Regions from separate parts of the Sus scrofa genome. Here regions 2 and 3 are each linked to region 1. The links are chromatin contacts, called in public Hi-C and HiChIP or PLAC-seq maps. All regions are on one chromosome and are shown on one strand. Each heading gives the region's core, a stretch centred on a gene start, on an enhancer-like site or on the middle of the called end of the contact. The rest is flanking DNA. Distances are from core to core; before and after follow the strand shown. Region 1 holds the start of RARB (retinoic acid receptor beta). Region 2 overlaps RARB (retinoic acid receptor beta). Region 3 holds the start of TOP2B (topoisomerase (DNA) II beta).

The links. A called contact is a pair of places that touch in the nucleus more often than the background predicts. HiChIP or PLAC-seq counts read pairs in DNA pulled down with a chosen protein or histone mark.
Region 2: an H3K27ac HiChIP or PLAC-seq map of skeletal muscle shows a contact between it and region 1, with 6 times the contacts expected there. The contact joins the enhancer-like site here to the promoter of RARB in region 1. A contact is called at or near these places in 1 of 5 promoter capture datasets (liver), 6 of 47 Hi-C or Micro-C datasets (embryonic fibroblasts, fetal heart ventricle, fetal liver and 3 more) and 1 of 2 datasets of contacts at active chromatin or transcription factors (skeletal muscle).
Region 3: a Hi-C map of skeletal muscle shows a contact between it and region 1, with 7 times the contacts expected there. The contact joins the promoter of TOP2B here to the promoter of RARB in region 1. A contact is called at or near these places in 4 of 47 Hi-C or Micro-C datasets (fetal heart ventricle, heart right ventricle, liver and 1 more) and 1 of 2 datasets of contacts at active chromatin or transcription factors (skeletal muscle).

What each region holds. Positions count from the first base shown.
Region 1 is chr13:12,334,579-12,337,770 of Sscrofa11.1, reverse strand. RARB (retinoic acid receptor beta) reads right to left here and starts at 1,384. Exons shown (of 9, transcript XM_005669304.3): 1 at 1,239-1,384.
Region 2 is chr13:12,498,335-12,501,625 of Sscrofa11.1, reverse strand. The region is part of intron 5 of RARB (retinoic acid receptor beta); the gene reads right to left. Among named protein-coding and RNA genes, the nearest start is that of TOP2B, 75 kb to the left of the region's middle. Within about 2 kb of position 1,680, at least 4 of the 83 cell types and tissues checked have an H3K27ac peak or open chromatin away from gene starts, as enhancers often do.
Region 3 is chr13:12,573,411-12,576,633 of Sscrofa11.1, reverse strand. It overlaps TOP2B (topoisomerase (DNA) II beta), which reads left to right and starts at 1,592. Exons shown (of 37, transcript NM_001258386.1): 1 at 1,592-1,651. The coding sequence starts at 1,592.

The DNA of each region.
Region 1 (3,192 bases), core at 135-2,634:
GCTTTAACCGGTGGTTTATGAACCTCAGGAGTAGCAGCCACCTTAATTAGGCTAAATTCCTTGCAAGGAAGATGTCATATTTTAATTACTCTGGACTGTTGTAACACACACGGGGGGGGGTATATATACATAACTAGTCGCTAATCCAAAGAGCAGCAAAGTTAAATTCCCCTCTGTAGACATCTTAGTAAAAACTGCACAAATGTGTCAAATTGTCTCACTTGAAGAATGTTTCAAAGTCCTGTGGTCACCCTCTACTTTTTCCCCCCCTCCACACACATTTTTAAAACTGTTTTCAAGGGACTGTAGGGCTGGTAAGGAGAGGAGCAGGGGTCGGGAGGGGTTGTTTGGGAAGAAAACATCTAACAGGAAATTTTCAGCAGAGGGAATCCATATGCACACCAGCATATCACACCCTTTCAGCCTTAAATCATTAAATCCTTTGTCTGGCTACCCATGCAGTTTGTTTCCAGCGTCTTTACTGCATGCAAGAGAGACAATTCATATTTTTTTTCCTGGTAGAAGAAGGGAAAAAATAAACCTACATTGAGCAGTGTGCCGATGCTGCCATTCGGTTTGGGTCAATCCACTGAAGCATGCTTTGAGAGCTTTCTCCTGGAGCATGCAGGAAGACGGGCTCGCAGTGTAGAAATCCAGGATTTGCCCAGGACTCACTGACAGAACATCCATACAGTCAAACATGATCTCCCCTGCACCGAATGTCTGCAAAAGTGCTTATCCTCTAGGTGTGGAGGCAAATGGCATAGGAAAGTCCACCCAACTCCATCAAACTCTGCCCCCTTTTTGGCACGTAGGCTGTTGGTCTTTTTCCCAGCCTCGAATCATGAATTATGACAGACAAGCCAGCTAAAAGCCTGTAATTGATCCAAATGATCATTTACCATTTTCCAGGCTTGCTCGGCCAATCCAGCCGGGGCGGGGGTTCCCAGAAAGATCCCAAGTTCTTCTTCCGAGCAGATGCCTGCCAAAAGCCTTGGGAAGGCGGTGCGGGTCCTACCCGGACGGTGCCCAGAGCAGCCCTGCCCGGCTCGCGCGCGTCCTCGGCATCCCCGTCCTCAGGCGGCTCGCGCGGGGACTCTGGTCCCCCCTCTGGCAAAGAATAGACCCTCCTGCCTCCGAACAGCTCACTTCCTACTACTTCTGTCACACAGAATGAAAGATTGAATTGCCTAATATATGCGAGTGAACTTTCCGTGAACCCTTCCCGGGCTGCTAACCTTCAAATGACCCAGCGAGTCTGACATCACCAGCTCCCAGGATTCTCACAGAGCCCAGCTCTCCCAGCAGCCCCGCCGCGCGGGCGGCCAGCGACCCGGGCGCGCGCTCCTCCCGCCCCGCGTGTCCGCTCCGAGCTCGCGGGGCCGGGGATGGCCGGGAGGAGCGCGCGGGGCCTGAAGGAGCGCGCGGGGCGGGAGGAGCGCGCGGGGCCGGGAGGAGCCGCCGGAGCCCGGACGCCTCTCCCAGCGAGCCCGCCGCCCGCTGGCCCCCGCCCTTTGCGCCTCGCTTCGCGGGGCTCGGCGCTCTCGCCCGCCGCCCCGGAGCCCCCGCCCAGCCTTCACATTCCTCCCCGCGCCTTTCGGTCTGTTCAGTTCCTCGCTGCGTGTGTGTGGTTTTCCACTCCCGCAAAAGCACACGCACGCCCTGAACTGGAGCACGAAGAGCCGCCCCTGGGGGAGGCCCGGGATCGGGAAACTTTCCTTTGGAGAGCCTGTTTCTCTGTGTCCCTCTGGCATTGGCTTGGGAGTAAACATCCAGCTTTCTGGATTCAGTTGCTTCTGAAAAATTCTCCCAAGTCGGCGTGCAGTTTATGAAGGAGTCAAGAAAATTCCTCCTGCCTCAAACACACACAGATAATAGCACAGATATACGGGATTTCAGGTCTTGGTCTGAGAAAACATAACATCGTGAGCAAAAGCGTGGATGTGAAAGTCCAATTGAACTAGATTCCGACCCAGTTCAACCACTTGGCAGCTGTGTGATCTGGGGCACACACTATCAAACCCCTCCACCTCGGTTTCTTCATCTGTAAAATAGGAATATACTACTCAGAGCATTACTGTGAGGACAAAAAGAAAGGGTGTTGTGCGGCCCTCGGTACACACCCCAGAACTATTAGTTGGGACTAGTTCTCTTATTTTTCAACTGGGGAAACAGAAGCCCTGGGAGGCTGAGAACTGCCTGGGGTCCCAGAGCTCAGAGCCAAGGATAGAACCCAACGTGAAAATTATAGTGCTCTGGAACAGCGTGTGTGTGTGTGTGCGTGCGTGTGACCCCTGTCATCACGCACACACACATACACCACTGCCACCAAGGGCCACATTTCACCATGCCAGCCCCTGCCCTAACTTGGCTATTGGAAGAGAGGAATTTTAAGAGAAAGGGGTTATTTTTCGAACCTCCCACACTGACCCAGCCCAGAGGAAGGAGAAGCTTTTCAGCCATCACTGAGAAGGACAGATGCAGTGTTTACAAATAAACCCTGTCAGCAAGCTGGAAAGGGGAGAACCAATCCACCCCGCAGCCATTTTGCACAATTTGCTTAAAGGATGCAAGGGACTTCAAAGAAAGGAAGCTCCTGCGAGGAATTAGAACAGCCTGGGTCCTCTACTGAGTCTCCACTGTTGACTAATAACTCTCCCACAAAACCAGGAGGGTGAGGGGGCACGGGGCCGGTTTTCTTGCCCCTTGCAGGGAAGAGCATGGGCGATGCAACCTCCTTTGCTGGGCCAGCAGAGTTGTGAAGTGGTGCTCCAGGTGTAACCTGAGAAGTATGCATCTCACACCCTTAGGAAGGCAAAGACCCTTTCAGGAAGGTACATTCAAATAATATGCAGCCCAGCAAGCAACGGAAAAATCCAGGACAATAAATGGGTAAGATTTTGCTGAAACTATGTGTTTGTTGTTCTCTCTCTCTTTTTTATATGGCCTTCATTTTGTAACAGATTTATTGTAAGAAATCCTTTTACAGAGAAAGCACACATTTCAAGCAAGGAGCACAGAGGAATTTACAAAACATTTAACACTGTCATTAAGATAGTTGTAAAGACACATAAAGTCCCACATTGTGTGCCAATTTCTACATGGTCCGCAAGACTTAGAGCTCCAAATGCTTATTTAAGGTCCTTGGAGTTCCTTGGAAACTGGGCTCATTTTGTACAGAATCATGGAGGT
Region 2 (3,291 bases), core at 431-2,930, 160 kb before region 1:
CAGTGTGGTGCCAGAGCCTCACAGCCCCTCGGCCACAGTAAGCAGGGGCAGGGCTGCTGCGTGGGTGTCACTGCCCTGGTGTTCTGGGAACCTCCAGGAGACAGGCTAATGGCCAGCTCTCCTCCTACAGGCAGCACTACAGTGGAAGCACCAAGTACCTGGTGGAGCCAGAGCAAGGGACCTTGTTGATAAAAAAGCCTGACTCCCACATCTTCCTGGTTGGAAGGCATCTGAACGGAGGGAGGGTGTCGGCACATCTCACCCCCAGCACGTGACAGCAGCTCATTTCTGACTGATCATGGACTACGTGCCAGATGCCATGCTAAGTGTTTCAATATATGACTTAAGTTTCCTGTCAACCCACAAGTTGGACACTCTAGTTACCCCCACTCTACAGACGGGAAACAAATGCCAACAGTTTGTCCTAGGTCACCTACGTCCTAGGTGGCATCATCCACTTCAGGCTGTCGGCCCCCAGAGCCTGTGCTCTTTACCTCTGCTCCACGGTGGCCTCTTTGCTTTTCAGGTCACTACCAGACCTAGTCACCAGGGCTCCTGAAAAACTTGTATCAACTCCTCTCTCCAGTGAGGTGACCTCTGAATGTGCATCGGCTGGACACTGGCCCTGAATCTGAGGCGGGTGCCTCTTGCAGCTCCCAGCCCACACGGCTATTCGAGGCGACCATAGGCGCACATGGACAGTGGCCTGGAAGCAGAACATTCTATAGACTTCCCGTGACACAAGAGGGGCAGGGTTTGAATCAGGACCTGTCCTCAGACTTCTGCCTGTGCCTATCATGTGACCCGCAGCAGCAGCTGCTCGCGCAGGTGAGGAAGTGTCAGGACGGCACAGGGCCCCTTCCCCAGGGGGCCTCGCTGGGCTTGGCATCCCATCAGCTCATGACTGGCTGGCTCAGTGGCTGCTGTGGTCTGCAGCCCCCCAGTGTCAGAGCATCAGAGGAGCCAGGAGTCACCAGGGGTAGCTCTGTTCCCCCCAAAGCCCTGGAGTGGGGGGATTGTGGCATCTTGGTGTTTCCAGGTAGACAGGACCCCAAATCCCAGGGCTCCACCAGTACCAGCACACGCAGGAGGCCTGACCCTCGGCTGGGGCGGGGGGGAGTCTCTCGTAGCTGTGCTCAGAGTCTCCAGACACGGTTCCCTTTCCATCAAACAGGCACCAAACACGTTTCTGCTGACAGTACAGTACTCCGACAGCACAGAGGGCTCAGCTCCACAAGCAGGGGTGCTGAGGCAGGAGGAGGAAGGGGAGGAGCAAGGTGTGTGTGTGGGAGGGTCCTCAGCTCACTCAGAGATCCCTGTCCCGGGGCAGCACACAACTCTCTCCCAAACTACTCCAAAGTCGGGAAATATTTGGACTCTGATGAGGCACTGACACTCTGTCCTATTGCTTCTCTCTCCAGAAAGTTCAAAACCAAACCATGTGCAGGCCGGAGGGAGGAAGGGTCCCCGCCTGTATGGCCATGTCCTCCCCACGTTCTGATGGGGCCGCCCCTGGACTCGAACCCAGGAGTTTCATCTTGTCACATGAAAGTCAGATGCCAGCAACAGCCAGCAAGTGCTTCTCCAGGATAAAAGGCCCTCTGTTTGAAAAGAGGGTACTTTATCTGGAAAGAGGAGCACGCAGGTCCCACGAGATGGGTAAAAATAGCCCAAGGCGGGGCTGGCAGACAGCACAGGCTGCTGACGGGCTGAGCGGGCCACCCTCAGGACAGGAGGGGCCTGTCCCCCTCAAGGACACTGAGTTTCGTCCACTGCCTGCTGGGGCCAAGGAGTGGGACTCAGGGCAGAGTGGCCCTCGTCTACTGTTCTTGTCCCCGAGGCCACCCCACCCAAGCCGCCCTGGCCTCTGTAGCTAGAGCTGCTGCCAACACGGTCATCTGAGATGATCCAGGCTCCCTGATGACCCTCAGTGGATTCCAATCCTCTCTAGACCCATGGACTCAAGCTTCTTTCTTTCTTCTCAAGCTTCTTTCTTTCAAGCTTTCTTGTCCACTGACCTTCGTGTGGCTGACTTTCTATTCAGGGCTCAGCTCAGCATCGCCTCCTCAGAAAGCTCACTTCCTAAAAAGTGAGCTTGATTACTTGATATCACTTCCCCCATTTTTAAAAAAAAAAACATGAAATAAAATTGCTGAAAAATTGAGGTGTAACATATGAGGTGGTTTTACAACATGCCCCCCCCAAATCTCTGTTCCTGGTCAGGGTGCATCGAGGCCACAAGAGGCATAGAGGCCTCTTTCTTGCCAGTTCTGGGGAAACCAGACCCGAACCCAGGAGCTTCATCTTGTCACAGGAAGGTGGCCCCCTGGAAGGTCCACGCCGCTAGGAGCCCAGTCTTTCAGTCACCAGAAGCACCAGCCCGCCGGGCAAGTGTGATGAGCCGTCCTGGAGAGGCCCGTCCAGCCCCGGTCAGGCACGCAGATGAGGCAGCTCCGTGCTGCCTGGACGGCAACCTCACAAGTGCCCCTGAGGCAGGACCCCCACTACCCTGCAGCACCCACCCCTGGTTCAGTAAGTTCCTGACCAGCAGGGGTGGCATGATGGACACTTAGTGTTTAAAGCTGCTATGTCTGGGGGCAGCAAAAGCCAACTAACACAACATACTTGCCGTGGGCTGTGTGCACACCCCGGTGTCCACGCAGCTGGGTGCATTCCTCCAAGCGCTTCCCGTGAGGACCACCAGACTGAGGCACCAACTGCCCTGGTCCCCAGAAGCCTCCATTACTTTCATCTCGGAGCCTACAGATCAGTTCCGCCTGGTTCTTGACCTTCGGGTGAACGGACCCACACAGTCCAGTCCAGCTCCTACGCACTGCACACGGTGGCTGGGAGACCCCATACCGGCTCAGGGAGCATCTCTGTCCCTGCCGTGTGGTGTCCACATCCCACCTGTCACTCCTCTGGACTCTCCTCAGAACGTTGCTGCTTCCCAGCTTTCTGATCTCGCCCGTCCCCCCGACAAGAAGATGTGCTTCCAGGAGACTCTGTCTGTCTTGCTCCTGGCCTTGGCATCTAGGGCAGTGTGGTCCACAGAGCAGGTGACTAAAGAATATTCAGCCACTTACTAATGAACCGGATTCCCTCATCAGAACCTCGCCCACCTCGTAATCCGCTCGAGGCGGCTTACGAAATCCAGGGATTCTGAAGCTTTTTGGCAGAGGAGGAAGCTCAAAGCGCTCCCTCACCGCTGTCTCTGTAGTAACTGTACGGGCAGTCTGGGGACAGGTCCCCGTATGATTTGAACCACATATCCTCTGGTGCTTGTGAGAA
Region 3 (3,223 bases), core at 343-2,842, 240 kb before region 1:
TTTGGTGACAGTTAACTCCCCTTTAGTCTGTTTCATGAGCCACGGTATAAATGGCTTGAAATTAGGGGACCCGTTACTGTCTCGAGCCCATGGCAGAGCCTGGCACACGATGGAGTTACATAGAAAAGCAGGGCAAAGTAAAGCCATCTTCCGTCTGCCAGACTATGGTGAGGCTGTGTGGGTAATTTCTTTCTTAGAAAGCTTCAATGTGCACGAAATCATTCCTTAGTGTGCATTTGAAAATTAAAAAATTAGAGCGCTTAGAGGCAGCGGGCACAGTTCTGGACAGAAGAGAATGAGACGTGACAGTGACATCTCTGCATTGTTCAGAGGAGAGAGAAGGTCATCAAAGGGTAGCATAGAACCTTCAACCCACCTGGCATTCTTTCCTGAGAACGTTCTCCGTGCCTCTGTTACCATTTAAGTTCTTTAAAAGCAGTTTTCCTGAAACTAAACCAGTTTTCTTTTGAGGTAAGGGAAGGACAGGGAGAAAAGAGATGGAGGAGGGGAAGGTCTGAGCAAGAATTCTTTTACAGCAGCGTCCACCCGGGGCTTGGGGAGCGGAGGTCATCGGCCCTCCTTGCACCAGCGATCTGCAACGTGCTGCCTGTGGTTTACAACCGCTCTTTAAAAATACTTTCCCCTTCGGGACGGCCTCCGGCTCCTTCCTGCCCCCGCCCCCCCTCCCGCCCCCGCGGCCCCAGGCAAAGAAGCTCCTTGGCTTCGCCAGCAGATCTTCAAAGGCACGCTTGAAGGATTAAAGACAACCAAAGACCAATTCGACCCCTTCCCTTTGCCGCCCTCCAACGACCCTTGACAGCAGCCCCTGCTCTCCCTTCAAATGGCCACACACACAAACAAAAAAGCCTCAAGTCTTCCCTTCGGTTGCTACCCGCAATGACGTGTGCCCTTGGGTGCCGCCCCTCCGGGGGCATAGAATTTTGTGATTGGTCGGCAGGTTGGCCAACAGGGCCCTATTGGACGCTGCGGCGTGACTGACAGCCGGCCGCCGCGCCCTCCCTCCCGCGGCCCCCCAGCCCTCCCCCAAGTGAGAGTGTGTGCGGTGTTATGCCGGACGAGAGGGAGGCGACCGCGGCAGCGGCGGATCTGCTCATTGTCCCTCTCGGCGACTGTGTGTGAGGAAGTCGGGCTGCCGATCCGCCGACGCAGGCGCCTTCTGTGGCAGCGGCCACCCGCTCCTGCTCCCCGGGCGGCGGCCTTCGAGGATCCTGAGGAAGGACCGGGCGCCTCCTCGTTCTCGCCACGTCCGGACGCCGGGTTGCCGGCCGCTCGCCGCCTGCGCTCGGGCCCCGGGCAGGAGGCCGCGCCGCCGCCCAGCTGCCGCCGCTGCCGCCCGCTTCCTGCTCGCGCGCCTCCGCCTGGGCGGCCGCGCTAGGCCCGGGCGGCGCGGCCGCGCGCCTCGAGTTTGAGGGCTGCGAGCGGCGCGGCCTCCTCGGCGGGCTCAGCTAGGCGAGCGCCCGGGCCTCGGCGATGGGGCGCGGGGGGCGGCGCCGCTAGGGCTCGGCGGCCGGGCGGTGGTGCGGAGCGGCAGCGCGGGAGGCGGCGCGGCTTCGGCCCGGGAGCGGGCGCCATGGCCAAGGCGGGCGGCGGAGGCGCGGGAGTCGGCGGCGACGCGGCGCTGACTTGGGTGGTGAGTGGCGGGCGGCGCGGGGGTCGGGGCGCGGCATTGTTCCCGGGCGGGGGCGGGGAAGTCCGGTCCTGAGCTGGGCCGGTCGGGGCTCCCGCTGCAGAACCTCAGCTCCCGCCCTTCTTTCTTCTCTGCCTCCGGAGGCTCGGGATTCGGGAGTGTCCTGTGCACTTGAAACTTTGGGGGACCAGCCAGGGACAGGACAGGCGCCCCGCCTCATCTTTCCAGGGCAGGCACCTGAGGTGATCCGATGGCAGTAATGCGTGTGTGTCCGTGTGGGTCAGCACTTTCTCCAATGTGCCCTAAAATAATCCCGGGGAGAGGGGCGCGCGCATATGTGTTGCAAATGCAACCATTCCTGACGCTCTGATCTCTCAAAAGAAGAATGGATTTGGTGGGGAATTCGGCTACAGCAGTTTTTTCACTGCGGTTCGGAGAGTCTTAGTCGACGGTGCATTCGGGGTGGCCCTTTCACAGCAGTTGATATACTGTAGATCGTCCATCTGTCACAGTGGGATTATTCCAAGAAGGGCTCACCTGCGTCAGCATCGCAGGTGAAACCGGGTGGGGGCTGAATGGAGATTGTTGGATTGGCGACCAAAGTCATTTGTTCAGGAGTTAAAGGGTTTTGGCGCTCACTTCCTGCCAGGAAGTAGTAGAGGAGGGAAGACCTAGAGAGGTCTGATTCCCACGGCGGATCGATAATTCACCCGCATTTCACTTGCTCAGCATAGAGTTCAGACCAGGGTCATTTCCTACACGCACGGAAAGTCCAGCTCAGCCAACTGACTAGGTATCCAGGAGAAAAATAAAACGCGTTGCGTTTCTCAGGGACTTTCAATGGACCTTCGCTTTTTCAAAACACCTAGGTAAACTTTCAAATTGGCATTTTTTATTAAGTTCTTCATTTTTCTCTTTGTTTGGATGAGCTTTAGGTGAGTCGAGTAGCAGTTCTGCTGTATTGGCAAGTATTCTTTGTAACAAGCATGTTACTGATAACAAAAATATTTTAACTGTTCATGTTTGTATGCCAAGATGCTTTGCAAAATAACTCGCCAGACTCTTATTGTTGGATCTCGCCAAATTCTGTAGGTTATTTCAGTAATGTAGTATGAACAGACTAGAGCCAGGAGGGATAAAATGTCAGATAATAAGTTAACAGTCCATGTGAACATGAGGTGGAGGAGGCATGCATAAATGGAAAAGAAGCATTTTCTAAAATTGATGGCCTTTAGCCTTGTTACTGAAATCAAACAACTTCTGAAAATGAACTTAGCCAGATGGGTCTCATTCACTGTTTGGGAGTGTTGAGGCCTGATCAGTGTTTCCTTTGAGGACCTCTGATTCTCTGTAATGGTATAAACATTTTGCTCCGAGATTGAATTGGTTAGCTTTACCATTTAATAGCAGTATTTTAGTTTACTGTCACCTAACTTTGAAGATGATTGAATGACCACTTTTTCATTCAAGCTCCATAGGAAATTTTCCCTTAATTTACTAAGAAATTTCATGAAACTTAGAGGGTCTCATTCAGTATCAGAAAAATTCATTTGAAACTAAAATCGACTTATTGAT